2 separate regions of the Aedes albopictus genome follow, and region 2 is linked to region 1. The links are chromatin contacts, called in public Hi-C maps. All regions are on one chromosome and are shown on one strand. The core of a region is the stretch at or near the end of the contact, and the rest is flanking DNA. Distances in the headings are between cores, read along the strand shown. Region 1 holds the start of LOC109417170 (ATP-dependent Clp protease proteolytic subunit, mitochondrial). Region 2 holds the start of LOC109417248 (cilia- and flagella-associated protein 20).

What was found. A called contact is a pair of places that touch in the nucleus more often than the background predicts.
Region 2: a contact with region 1 is called in a Hi-C map of whole body, with 5 times the contacts expected there. The contact joins the promoter of LOC109417248 here to the promoter of LOC109417170 in region 1. A contact is called at or near these places in 2 of 3 Hi-C or Micro-C datasets (embryo and whole body).

The regions. Positions count from the first base shown.
Region 1 is chr2:105,118,315-105,124,039 of AalbF5, forward strand. LOC109417170 (ATP-dependent Clp protease proteolytic subunit, mitochondrial) reads right to left here and starts at 3,599. Exons shown (of 2, transcript XM_019691296.3): 1 at 3,435-3,599; 2 at 2,598-3,366. The coding sequence starts at 3,476. The coding sequence ends at 2,731. It overlaps LOC109417181 (protein CNPPD1), which reads left to right and starts at 5,613. Exons shown (of 4, transcript XM_019691302.3): 1 at 5,613-5,725.
Region 2 is chr2:105,521,051-105,526,775 of AalbF5, forward strand. It overlaps LOC109417248 (cilia- and flagella-associated protein 20), which reads left to right and starts at 2,686. Exons shown (of 2, transcript XM_019691363.3): 1 at 2,686-3,124. The coding sequence starts at 2,849. LOC109417231 (methionine aminopeptidase 1D, mitochondrial) reads left to right here and starts at 194. Exons shown (of 4, transcript XM_062855013.1): 1 at 194-681; 2 at 754-973; 3 at 1,036-1,489; 4 at 1,553-1,842. The coding sequence starts at 611. The coding sequence ends at 1,749.

The DNA of each region.
Region 1 (5,725 bases), core at 2,349-4,848:
GGAAGGGATCAATGGAAGATTTTATGGTATCGAAATTTTTCTGAAGACTTTCTGAAGGAAACTGGTCGAATTTCTAAAAGAATCAATAGATGATTTTCTTAAAATAACCTGGAAGAATTCCTGAAGGAATTCTCAGAGAAATTTATGAAGGAATCGCTGGAAAGATTTCTAAACGAATCTCTACAGGAGTTTCTATAAGAATCCATGAATCCGTTATCCTTAAATATATTTTTGCAGGAATCTCTACAAGAATTTGTAAAGAAAACTTTGGAGAATTTTGTTTAGAAATTCATTGAAGATTATCCAGGAGAAACCCAGGAAAAAAAACTGAAATAAGTATAGGAAAAAAAAAAGTAAATAAGTATTGAGATATAGAAGTATCAACCCCTAGAAGAATTTTTGAAGGAATCTGTGGAGGAATTTCTGAAGGTATCCTTAACGAAAATTATCTCTTGAAAAATTTTTTGAAAGAATATCTGCAGAAATTTCGCGCCCAGGTTTATCATCATCACAAATTTCTTATTTTTTGTGAAAAATAATCTGATAAAATTCTTGTAGAAACATGCGGAGGAATCTTTTGAATAATTTCTTAATAAATTCTTCAATAATCCTGATAGCCTCCCTGGAGAAATTTCTAAGAGAATCCCTCGAGAAATTTCGTGATAAATCTCCAGAAGAATTTTCAATTTGATTTTATCAAAGGATTCCGTAAGTATTTCAGGAGAAATTCTTTGAGAATTTTTCAAAGAACCCCATAGATGAATTTCTGAAAGAGTTTTTGAAAGACTTTGTGAAGGAAACCTAGCAAGAAATTCCGAAGAACGGCCTGGTGAAATTTATTAGGGACTCCTAAAATATTAAATTTATTTTGAGGAAATAAAAAAACTCACTGATAGTTTTTCGGGTGCATACGACTTGATGGTTTGTGCTAGATTTACAAAAGTTTAAGCCCAAGTAAACTTAAAGTTATTTTCAACAATTATATGAAATTACATTTTCCATTTAAAATATTTTGCCAACACTAATATATTTGAATGAATGCGACGAATGCCCTCAGAAGTAACCTCAAAAGAATGTTTAAGAATTATCAGAAAGAAACTTTCGCAAGATTTTCGAAAACATATTGAGTTTCTCAAAATAATATAGTAGATAAATTTCCAGGTAACATCGGAAGAACGTAAAAACACATGATCAATCTTAGATGCTTTGAAAAGTGAAATCTTGATAACATTCATTCTGTTTGCCTCTAGCTTTATGCCTTTTCGGCGCCCCTCCAAGGTTGGCGCCCTTGGCGGGGGCCAACCTGGCCAACCGCACGCTACGGCTCTGACCGCATATCTCCTGCATACCTACTCGATATATGCTCCACGAATCGTGGGAATTCAAAGAGCACATGCTCCGCGGTTTCGTTGCAGTCTGCGCATTCCGGACATGCGGAGGAACCTGCATGTCTGAAACTATGCAGATACCGCCTAAAGCACCCATGGCCTGACAGAAATCGTGTCAAGTGAAAGTTCATCTCGCCAAGGGGCCTGCTCGTCCATTTAGACACGCCCAGTATGAGCCTGTGTATCCATCTACCCTTGCTGGAGGAATCCCATTCCCTCTGCCACTTCAACATAGACGATGTTCTGGCGATCCATCTCGCGCCTCTTATGCCGCGTCCTCTGCCACCACTAGTACTATGAGCATCATACCCGCAAGCACATATACCGCGTCCTTTAAGTCCGTGCGCTGACCACCCTAAGGCAGCATGTGGATACTCTCGAGTCGTTTCACGTTCCGGTTGACCACTAGCGCACTTCGCGATGCAGCGGCGCCATACCTTAGCATGGAGACCGCTATTGTCGCGAGCAGCTTACGCTTGCTCGAGACTATTGCCGAGCTATTTGACATTATCTGTGACAATGCCATTATCGCCATGCTTTTTTTTTCGAGCCATAGGGGAAAAATCTTCTCAACAGACACCCGAACAGGAAGGTCCGGGTAGTGTGGGGTTAAGGCCGTATTCTACAACAAAAGTAAAAGCCATACTTATTCTCTTCGATCCATTAAACAACATTCCTATCCTATCCTAGTGGATAACTGACACTGAGGAAGATTACAAGTGGTAGTCGAAATACGCGTATCTGTCAAAGGATAAGCAATTAGGGCGGAATTAAAAGGTATGAAACTGTTTACACTCATTCGAAGAGGGTATTCTGCTCTAGGGTTCGAAAAGTCGGTACAAGATAAACTTGGTTTTAAGGAAAATACGTTTAAGATGGACTTTCATATGTACAGTTTTGATCTACGTTTGCCTTTTTCTTAACTGATTGAAGGAATCATAGTTGGTTATAAGATAAACTATACAATGTCTGTCGCACTATCAATGTTACCCGCATTATCAAAGATACCCCGTTTTACGATATATTTTTGGTCGACCCAAACCGTGCACCACGTCAGCGGCTGTTCCCAGCATGTATGTTGCATTAGGAAGGTTAATCGCGTACGATAATTTGAACGGTTTTCCGCTACCTGCTCTTGACTTGTAGCAGGTTTTCTGTAATGAAATAATGTCAAATGGCGTTCACAGCATTAAATTAGGCATTTACTGCTTGGAATACTGTATAGGGTAAGTCACCTTATACAAATGATCAATCATTTTATTGTAGAATCGATATTAAATTTGCAATAAAACCCTAACAAAGTCAACATAAATTGCCACATAATCTATTTTCATCCTTTGAATCACGACGATCCCTCGGTGGACGACGGTGGATGCTCCAGCACCGTGTCGATGATCCCTAGGGCCTGTGCTTCTTCCGGATTGAGGAACGTATCTCGTTCCATTTTGGCGTACAGCACATCGACCGCAGTTTTCGTGTGCTTTCCGTAAATTTCCGTCAACTGCTTCTTCAGCTTGAGGATCTCTTCCGCTTGGATTTGAATGTCGGTGGCTTGACCCTGAGTTCCTCCAGACGGCTGGTGGATCATGATCCGTGCGTTGGGCAATGAGTGACGCATCCCAGGGGCACCGGCGGCCAACAGAAGCGATCCCATCGAACAGGCTTGGCCGACACACCACGTAGCCACTGGAGGCTTCACGTACTGCATGGTATCATAGATGGCCAGTCCGGCAGTGACGCTACCTCCGGGAGAGTTGATGTACATATGGATCGGTTTGGTTCCGTTTTCTGACTGCAGGAATAGCAGTTGCGCTACGATCAACGAGCTCAGATCGTCATGGATTGGACCCATCAGGCAAATGATTCGCTCCTTGAGCAAACGGGAAAAGATGTCATAGGCGCGCTCGCCACGTCCCGTTTGTTCCACCACGATTGGAACCAGATTGAGTAATCGCTGGCTGGAGGTGGATAGATTTCGCTAAAAAGAAGAAACACCATGAATGTAAAGTCACTCGTAATAAATTAATAGCACACCCTCGATCTTACCGCATTTGCGACACTTTTGATTATAGTCCTTAAATGCATCATTTCTGAGATTTTATTTCAATAATAAATGGTATAAATTTTAATTTTATCCGGAAAAAACGACGATAAACGATGGAAATTGTGATTCGTAAACAATGTTTCGCAATCACAAACGAAAGTGAGCCCACAGCGGTTTGACGTTTATGATCCAAAAGATTAAAAATATTTTTGATCTGCACTGTACAGTGGTGAGTTCGAAATTCTGCACCATCATATCAAATGGACCTGCCCGGATAAAAATTTATTATTTACGGTACATATTTAATAGTTATTTATAATATATACAAAATTGTGTGCAATGATTTTTTCATAATGCAAACCGTTTGAGTTGCATAATGTTCATAATTCAACTAAAATGAGCTGCATTATGAACATTATATACCGCATTTAGTTCACTACTGGACTGCGAACTGCGATATTATAAGTGCGAAAACGTAAATAGAAGTGCGCGATTGCATCAAATCAGGTTGAAGTCTTCGGCGCACTATTTCTTCAATCTATGGAGAACAAGTGCTCTGAAGACACCGAGTTGATTTGATGCAATCGCGCACTTTTATTAGCGTTTTCGCACTCGTGAAAACTAGTGCGATAGTCCAGTGGTGAACTAAATGCGCTATACAACTATTTTTAATTATGCAACTCATTTCAATTGCGTAATGAACTATTTCGTGCTATTCCGGAAAAATTGGTTATTTGGATACCAAAATGAGTTAGATAAAAAAATATAAATTATGATAGTTACATTGCATAAATATTATTTATTATTATGTGCCCAGATTAATCGCTTGGATGCTGATGATCTTCACTAGCCATTGTTTATCGCGAATTCGCGAAATGATTGCACTGGTTTGATTTGCACACGGCAGTTGATTGTCCATCTCGTTATCCATTGGGCGCAACCCTAGGCGCAACCTGATTCTGCGAGTTTCTAACCCTGTTGCGAACGCAGCTTGCTGAGAATCCTAGGGGGATTCTCAAATTATGTCTCGCAAAAATTGGCCTTTTTCAACACCCCCCTTCCCCCCTATGTTACAATTTTTGTATGGGACCTCAAAATTATTTGTATGGGACCTCAAAATAGTTTGTATGGGTTTTCACGATCTTCAAAGCCCCTCTCCCCCTACAAGCGTGACGTAGTTTGTGTACACCTCCCTAGAAAAGCGCGATAATGAGCCATTTTACGAGACGTTTCGGATCAGCTGATCGCTCATTTCATGAATGAAATTTTGACAGGAGGTTGCGCCCAAGCCCGTGAGTGTTAATATCAATATCAACACTGTTGTCGTTTCGTAAAATAGGCTATAGTCCATTAGTCCATTTTATACCAAGCGACAACAGTGTTGTGTTTGATATTGTTACACCCGAGTTACAGTGCGACCTTATGTCAAATTTCCATTCACAGTTGATCCGAAACGTCCCGTGTTACTTATTTTTGTTAGTCACAGTTTGGGTAAGTTTTAGTTCCGAGTATCCAGCAATTCACGAGCGGTAATGGCCGCCACAAACATGCTCACTTTCTGGTAGGGATAAAACGTTCTGACGTTTGGCTTGTGTCGTTTGACAGCTGATCGATAAGTTTTATGATCGATCTTATCGACCAGCTGGCAAACGACACAAGCCAAACGTCAGATCGGTTTATCCCTACCAGAAAGTGAGCATGATTGTGGCAGCCATTAGTGCTCGTAAATTGGCTTCTTTAGCGGTGTTGAGATAATTCCATATTCAGAATCTGCATGCAAAACTGAGCCGAAATCCAAATTTTCATGAATTTTGGTGCCCTGGAACCTATTTAAAAATCATTTTGAAGTTTGTATGGGAGCGATTTGTCGAATCACCCCTCGTCGCATTTTGTACTGGGCGGAGCTGTCAAGCAGTTGTCCAGCTGTCAAAAGGTGATTTCGATAAATCTCTTCGAAAGCGATTTTAGGTACCAAAAAGAAGTTCTAAAAATCTGGAAAAAATCATGGTGGTTCAGAAAAAGGTGCTCTTTCATATAAAATCAAAAAATCATTACATTTTTCTTAATTTAACCCAATTGCTGGATAGCACTTTTGAACCAACGTGTGAATCTATCAAAATTCACCACTAACAAAATTTCACCACTGCTGTTTCTCTCCTTTGTGTTTTGACAGACGTCAGTCTCGCTGCATCGCAAAAAAAAATAAAACACGGCCTGGTGTGGTTCGCGGTGGCGTGTTTTCGCGACTTTCTTTTCGCAAATTTTAGTTATTTTCCGCGGTGGAATCGTGATT
Region 2 (5,725 bases), core at 1,436-3,935, 400 kb after region 1:
TATCAGAAAAGCGCCACTACCGGCACTTTAGCATAGGCGCAGCTGCTTACTTCCTATTCACGCAGCGTCGTACATCGGCTCTAAAGGGAACGTTAAAAAATTACGTCCAACATTTGGGGGAGGGGGGGTCTAGAAAAGTGTGACAGTACGTGTGTTGGGTATAGGGAAATTGCGTGACAGAAGGGTGAGGGGGGGTCTAGAAATCCCGAAAAACGATGGACGTAATTTTTTAATCTTCCCAAAGGTGTTTATTTGACAGGGGAAAGCACACATTGTGTTGGTACCGCAGCCCAAAATTAACAAATTTTTGAATGAACGTTTTCTTGAGTGTATACACAGTTTTTCACTACTTCCCACCAGATGTCTTTTCTTGCTGTGGTGCACGCGTGTATGTTGATACCTACATGCAGGCGATTAACAAACATGACTGCTCGACTTTGACTCCTCATCGACCGAGAAGGATCATAACAAAAATCAGCTGTTTAGTTGGTTGTCGTAATCGGATCTGGTTCTCCATCACCACCGGCATTTAAAAATCTAGTTTTTACTTCTAAATAAAGTGACCATAAATTAAAACCATCAAATTCGTAAACCCAACAGTAGAATTATTATGAAATTACTAAAAAATGTGTGCCACTCATGGAATCTTGGAGGTCATCGTCATTTCTTTGGTCGGAGAAAGTAAGTACCGCGCCATTCGTATTGAATGAACAATGGGATATAGATCATACCTACTAATGGTCAAAATTCCAGATACGACTTAGGAAAATGCAACATCGTAGAGCTGGGGAAAGTTTCCCCGGAGCGACCGGTGCCGAAACATATTTGCAAACCAAGCTATTACTTCGTCAGGAATTCGCCCAGTTCCGGCGAGGGACCTCCCGAAATTAAAACGGATTCACAGATTCAAGGCATGCGGGAGAGCTGCAAACTGGCGGCGAATATTCTGAAGAAGACGTGTGGATTTGCTAAAGTAAATTAATGTTCACATTCTTCGATGGTTCTTGTTCGATGATCCACGCATTTCAATTTCAGATAGGAGTTTCTACCGATGAGATCGATGAGTTTGTCCACAACGAGGTGATACAAGCGAATGCCTATCCGTCCCCTTTGCGCTATTTGGGATTTCCTAAGTCAGTCTGCACGTCGGTCAATAACGTAGCATGTCATGGAATTCCCGATGATCGGAAACTGATGGATGGCGACATCATTAACATTGATATTACGGTGTTCTATAACGGTTTTCATGGCGATTGCTCGCGGACGGTTCTTGTGGGTGACGTCGACGAACGTGGCCGATATCTGGTGGAATCGACGGAAGGCTGTTTGGCGGAGTCCATTCTGTGCTGTGGACCTGGTCAACCACTTTATGTTATCGGGAAGTCGATAGCCCGGTTTGCCAAATGGAAAAAGTTAACGGTGATGCCAGCTTTCCTGGGGCACGGGATCGGAAGTTACTTCCACGGACCTCCGGATGTATTCCATTTCGGTAAGATTTATCGCCGCATAACCGATCATCCCAAAATTGTATTCATCTAATCATTCATTGCAGACAATGATTTTCCCGGAGTGATGCGCCCAGGAATGACATTCACCATCGAACCGATTCTCACATTGGGTGTCATGGATGCGGAAATACTTGAAGACGATTGGACTGCAGTATCGGTGGACAATGCCCGAAGTGCACAGTTTGAGCATACCATTTTAATTACCGAGGATGGATGCGAAGTGCTAACGATTCCCGATTAAGTTGCTTGTTCAGGTTCATTTTTAGATAGGTTGGAAAGTAATAAAATATTGTAACTGTCGAAAAGGAATTTAAAATGTATTGCAGAATTTATATTGCCGTGCGATTTATAAATATTTCCTTATCTCACGTGAATGCCATCATGGAATCTCGCCTTGTGCTATAACAATAACTCTAAAATCTGAAAAAAATCAAACATCATATTTTTAGCTACTGACAATCGAAAAGGTTTCTCATAGAACAAAAATGCATTTTCGTTGGAATCTGCAAAATCATCGCGGGAGATGGAGGCCCGGACTTATAATTTATTTAATCATCGAGCGATTGGGCATCCGGTAATGAGAAATCCAACAGACATTCGATCAAAACCTGCTATATTTCACCAAGTGTCGCAAGTAGTGCGCTGTGTTGTGGGCAACAACGTAAAGGATGCGTACTACTCCCGACATGATTGAAAACGTTGCAAGTTGTGCGGCGTCGCGACTAGATTGTGCAACGTCAAAGCTATTAAAAATTTTGTCCATTTTTAATCCTCTCACGCCCACAAGCTGTTTCAAGCTTTTTTTTCTTCGGGTAACAACTACTCGATCGAAATGTACTCGACTAATGTATCGCCTAAATTTATGCTCTCGAACGGCTCCGTTAGCGCACCTCGCGATTCATTTGCGACATGGAAATGTCAAAAAACTAGTCCATCATTTGAAATATACCTATGCATTTTCTAACTTCTTATTAATTTAGAAAATAACAGTCATGAATTTCTGAAGACTCCTTACGTTTAAAAATATGCAATGGTTAAGCTTAACTGGTCCATAACAAAATAATTCAAATTCAAGTCAAAAGTTAATGCTGTAAGAGCTCAACTGTCTGCTCTGCCTTTGAAAAATATAATTAAAATTAGTATGGGTGATTTCCATATGATACTCTTGAAATGTCATATCGTTGGAAACGCGAGGTAAACAAAACAATCTGACTTGACTTTTTCGGCCGCCAAAGTTTGTTTAGGGAGAAAATTGTGTGCGAAAAATAGGATTCTTTCGACGGATAAATCAGTCGCGGGTGAAAATTCTCAGTGAAAAGTGCGGTGTCGGTGGTGCAATCATGTTCAAAAACACTTTTCAGTCCGGGTTCCTCTCGATACTGTACAGCATAGGAAGCAAACCGTTGCAGATATGGGACAAAAAGGTTCGCAACGGGCACATCAAGCGCATCACCGATCAGGACATCCAGTCGTTGGTGCTGGAAATCATCGGCACCAATGTGAGCACAACTTACATCACCTGTCCGGCCGATCCGAAGAAAACGCTCGGCATCAAGCTCCCGTTTCTGGTGATGATCATCAAGAATCTGAAGAAATATTTCACATTCGAAGTGCAGGTAGGTTTCGGGGCGCCGGTCGTCGGGCACATAACCTTGATCGTAAGAATTTAAACCATTTCCATCATCCGTAAGTTCAATCTCAAAATGCCAGTGAACCTGAGTAGGAACCAGCAGAACATGCATTCCGCTTGTCATAAGAATAGCAAAAATCGATTCGATTCATCGGAAGGGCATTGTACCTTGCCTCTGATGTTGTAGGCCGTTATATGCTTCCGTATAAATACATGAGAAGAGTATATGAGGTATGAAAATTGTCACCCGTTGCTAAAACAAAATATCCGGTGCCCTATTTGTGTTCGTTGTGAACGGAAGGCAGTTGAAGTTGAAGGCGAGCACTGATTCTTGATTTATAGAAGAACATGCAGTATTGCAATGATCGCGATAGAAAACAATTTTGCTTTCGAGGGTAAAGTCTGTTAATTCCTATAACTACGTTTCAGCAAGAGCTGTATTTCGTCTTATGAGCATAAAAGAATATTAGATACTTATTTTTGAATTATTACCAGCACGTGACATTTGTCAAACGTATTAAAATTGATGCGATAAGAAAGGGATATAAGTGACGAAATCTCGGTTTTGAGTAAATGAAGCTCACAGTTTTTCACTAATTTTTCATTTCATGCAAAATTGTAATTGTAATTATTAATCGAGCGAAAACCAGTTTACAATTGATCGAGTCAAGGAAAAATAGGTAAAAGCTTAAAAATCAAACTAGGTTTCATATATTTACCGTATCTTTTTCTAATCAATCTGTTCTCACAATTACCTAGCACAACATTTTTGTATGTGTTATATTTCTAGTGTGTTGTTGAAACTCGAGATTCACAAAGAAAGCAATGAATATTTTTCGAAAGTATGAAAAGGTCACTTTCGATTGGCATCTCCGGTATATCACTTGCGATGTAAATGAGGACGGAAAAGAAGGAAGTCTGGAGGAAAAGGAGAAAGTAGGAAGTTTAGCTTCCAACGCTACGCCGAAATGAGCTATCGTCGCTGTCAAAAATTTTTAAGATCATATTTACCAGGGGACTGTTATGGTCTTTTTTGTTTTCTTACCCAGCATTAAAACTATGCTGCTGTGATAAAAGATAGGTTGTCAGCTAGAGCCTCACGCTTGAGCCGCAGTTATGTTGACTACGAAAACATTTGATTTGTGGGGTAGGGATTCCTTGATATTTACATGATATTTATGTAACACAATCTGAATCAGTTAGACTTAAATTCAATCTCATGACCTCTAGAAGTACAACATTCAACCGTTATCCAATAGATAGATTTCCCTTGGAAAATCAGTCAGAGAATCCTGCCATAAATCCTTTAGGAATTCTTTAATTGATTTATTCTGGGAATTATTTCGTGATTTCTTCTGAATTTCTCCCAGGATTCTTTCATGAAATTCTTCTTTTTTTTTTGTCTCTATTTTTACCTTTCTCCCTGAGTCTGATATTTTTCCAGTGTTCCTGTGAAAAGCACGCAGAAAAATAAATTGTAAACACAACTAAATTCTAGTTCAAATCAACCGATTTTTCAGTTTACTATAGCGACAAACTGATTTCTAGTTTAAACTGAACTGTTCTATTGTTTGATAATACAAATACAGGTACTCTTCGATATAACGTACAAAAAAGTTTTCTCTTGATATGTTATATCGAAGTGTACGTTATATCGAAGCAGAGAAAAATTTAATATTTTTTATGCTAGTATTGATTTATTCGACGTGAAATTAATCCAAAATAATGATTTCCGTGAAGCTCACAAAACCAATAATGAAAAACTTGAATTTTTACGAAAAAGTCATTTCGTTTTTTGTGCTTCGATATAACGTACATTTTGCTTCAATATAACGTACACTAAATTTTTCCTCAAATTGCGCTAATTCTGGGTAACAAGACTAATGCTGCAACAAAACATTGATTTGAGTGATATCGTAGTTTATCTAAGGGTTATTCGTGGGAAAAATAAAAATTTTCAATGTTGTACGTTATATCGAAGCAAAATGTACGTTATATCGAATTCGTTATATCGAGGGTACGCTATATCGAGGGTACGTTATATCGAAGAATACCTGTATTTTCATTTGTCGAAATTTTTGGCAGTTTGTTAAAACAAACAGAGATATGGTATTTTCAACATGAAATAATGGATTGATTCAAACGACTGCACTTTTGCCACAACAAACCCGGAATGTGATTGTGTTGGTGCCGGTAGCAACTGCGGCAGCTCGGAAATCTATTTTTAGACCGTAAGCGGATGGGGAGGAGGACGACTAAAAAAAAGATAAAAGAGGTGAAACCGATCAACTTTTTGTGGATGCTGTCGTGAGAACCTGCGCGTTATCAGTGGCGTAGCAAGGGGGGGCGGAGGGTGCGGTCCGCACCGGGCCCCCGAATCTTGGGGGCCTCCAAATCAGGGCAGGTCTAGTGTTATAAAGCTTCCCTGATTTGGAGGCCCCCTGAATTCGGGTGTCCAGTTTGAATAAAGTTCTGTGATAAGCGAAAAATTCCTACATATAAGTATAAGTTAAATACTTGCCGATCTGCTGATAGGTATGTAGGGGCCTCTTCGTGATTATCAAGAGATTTTGGAATGGGGAACACA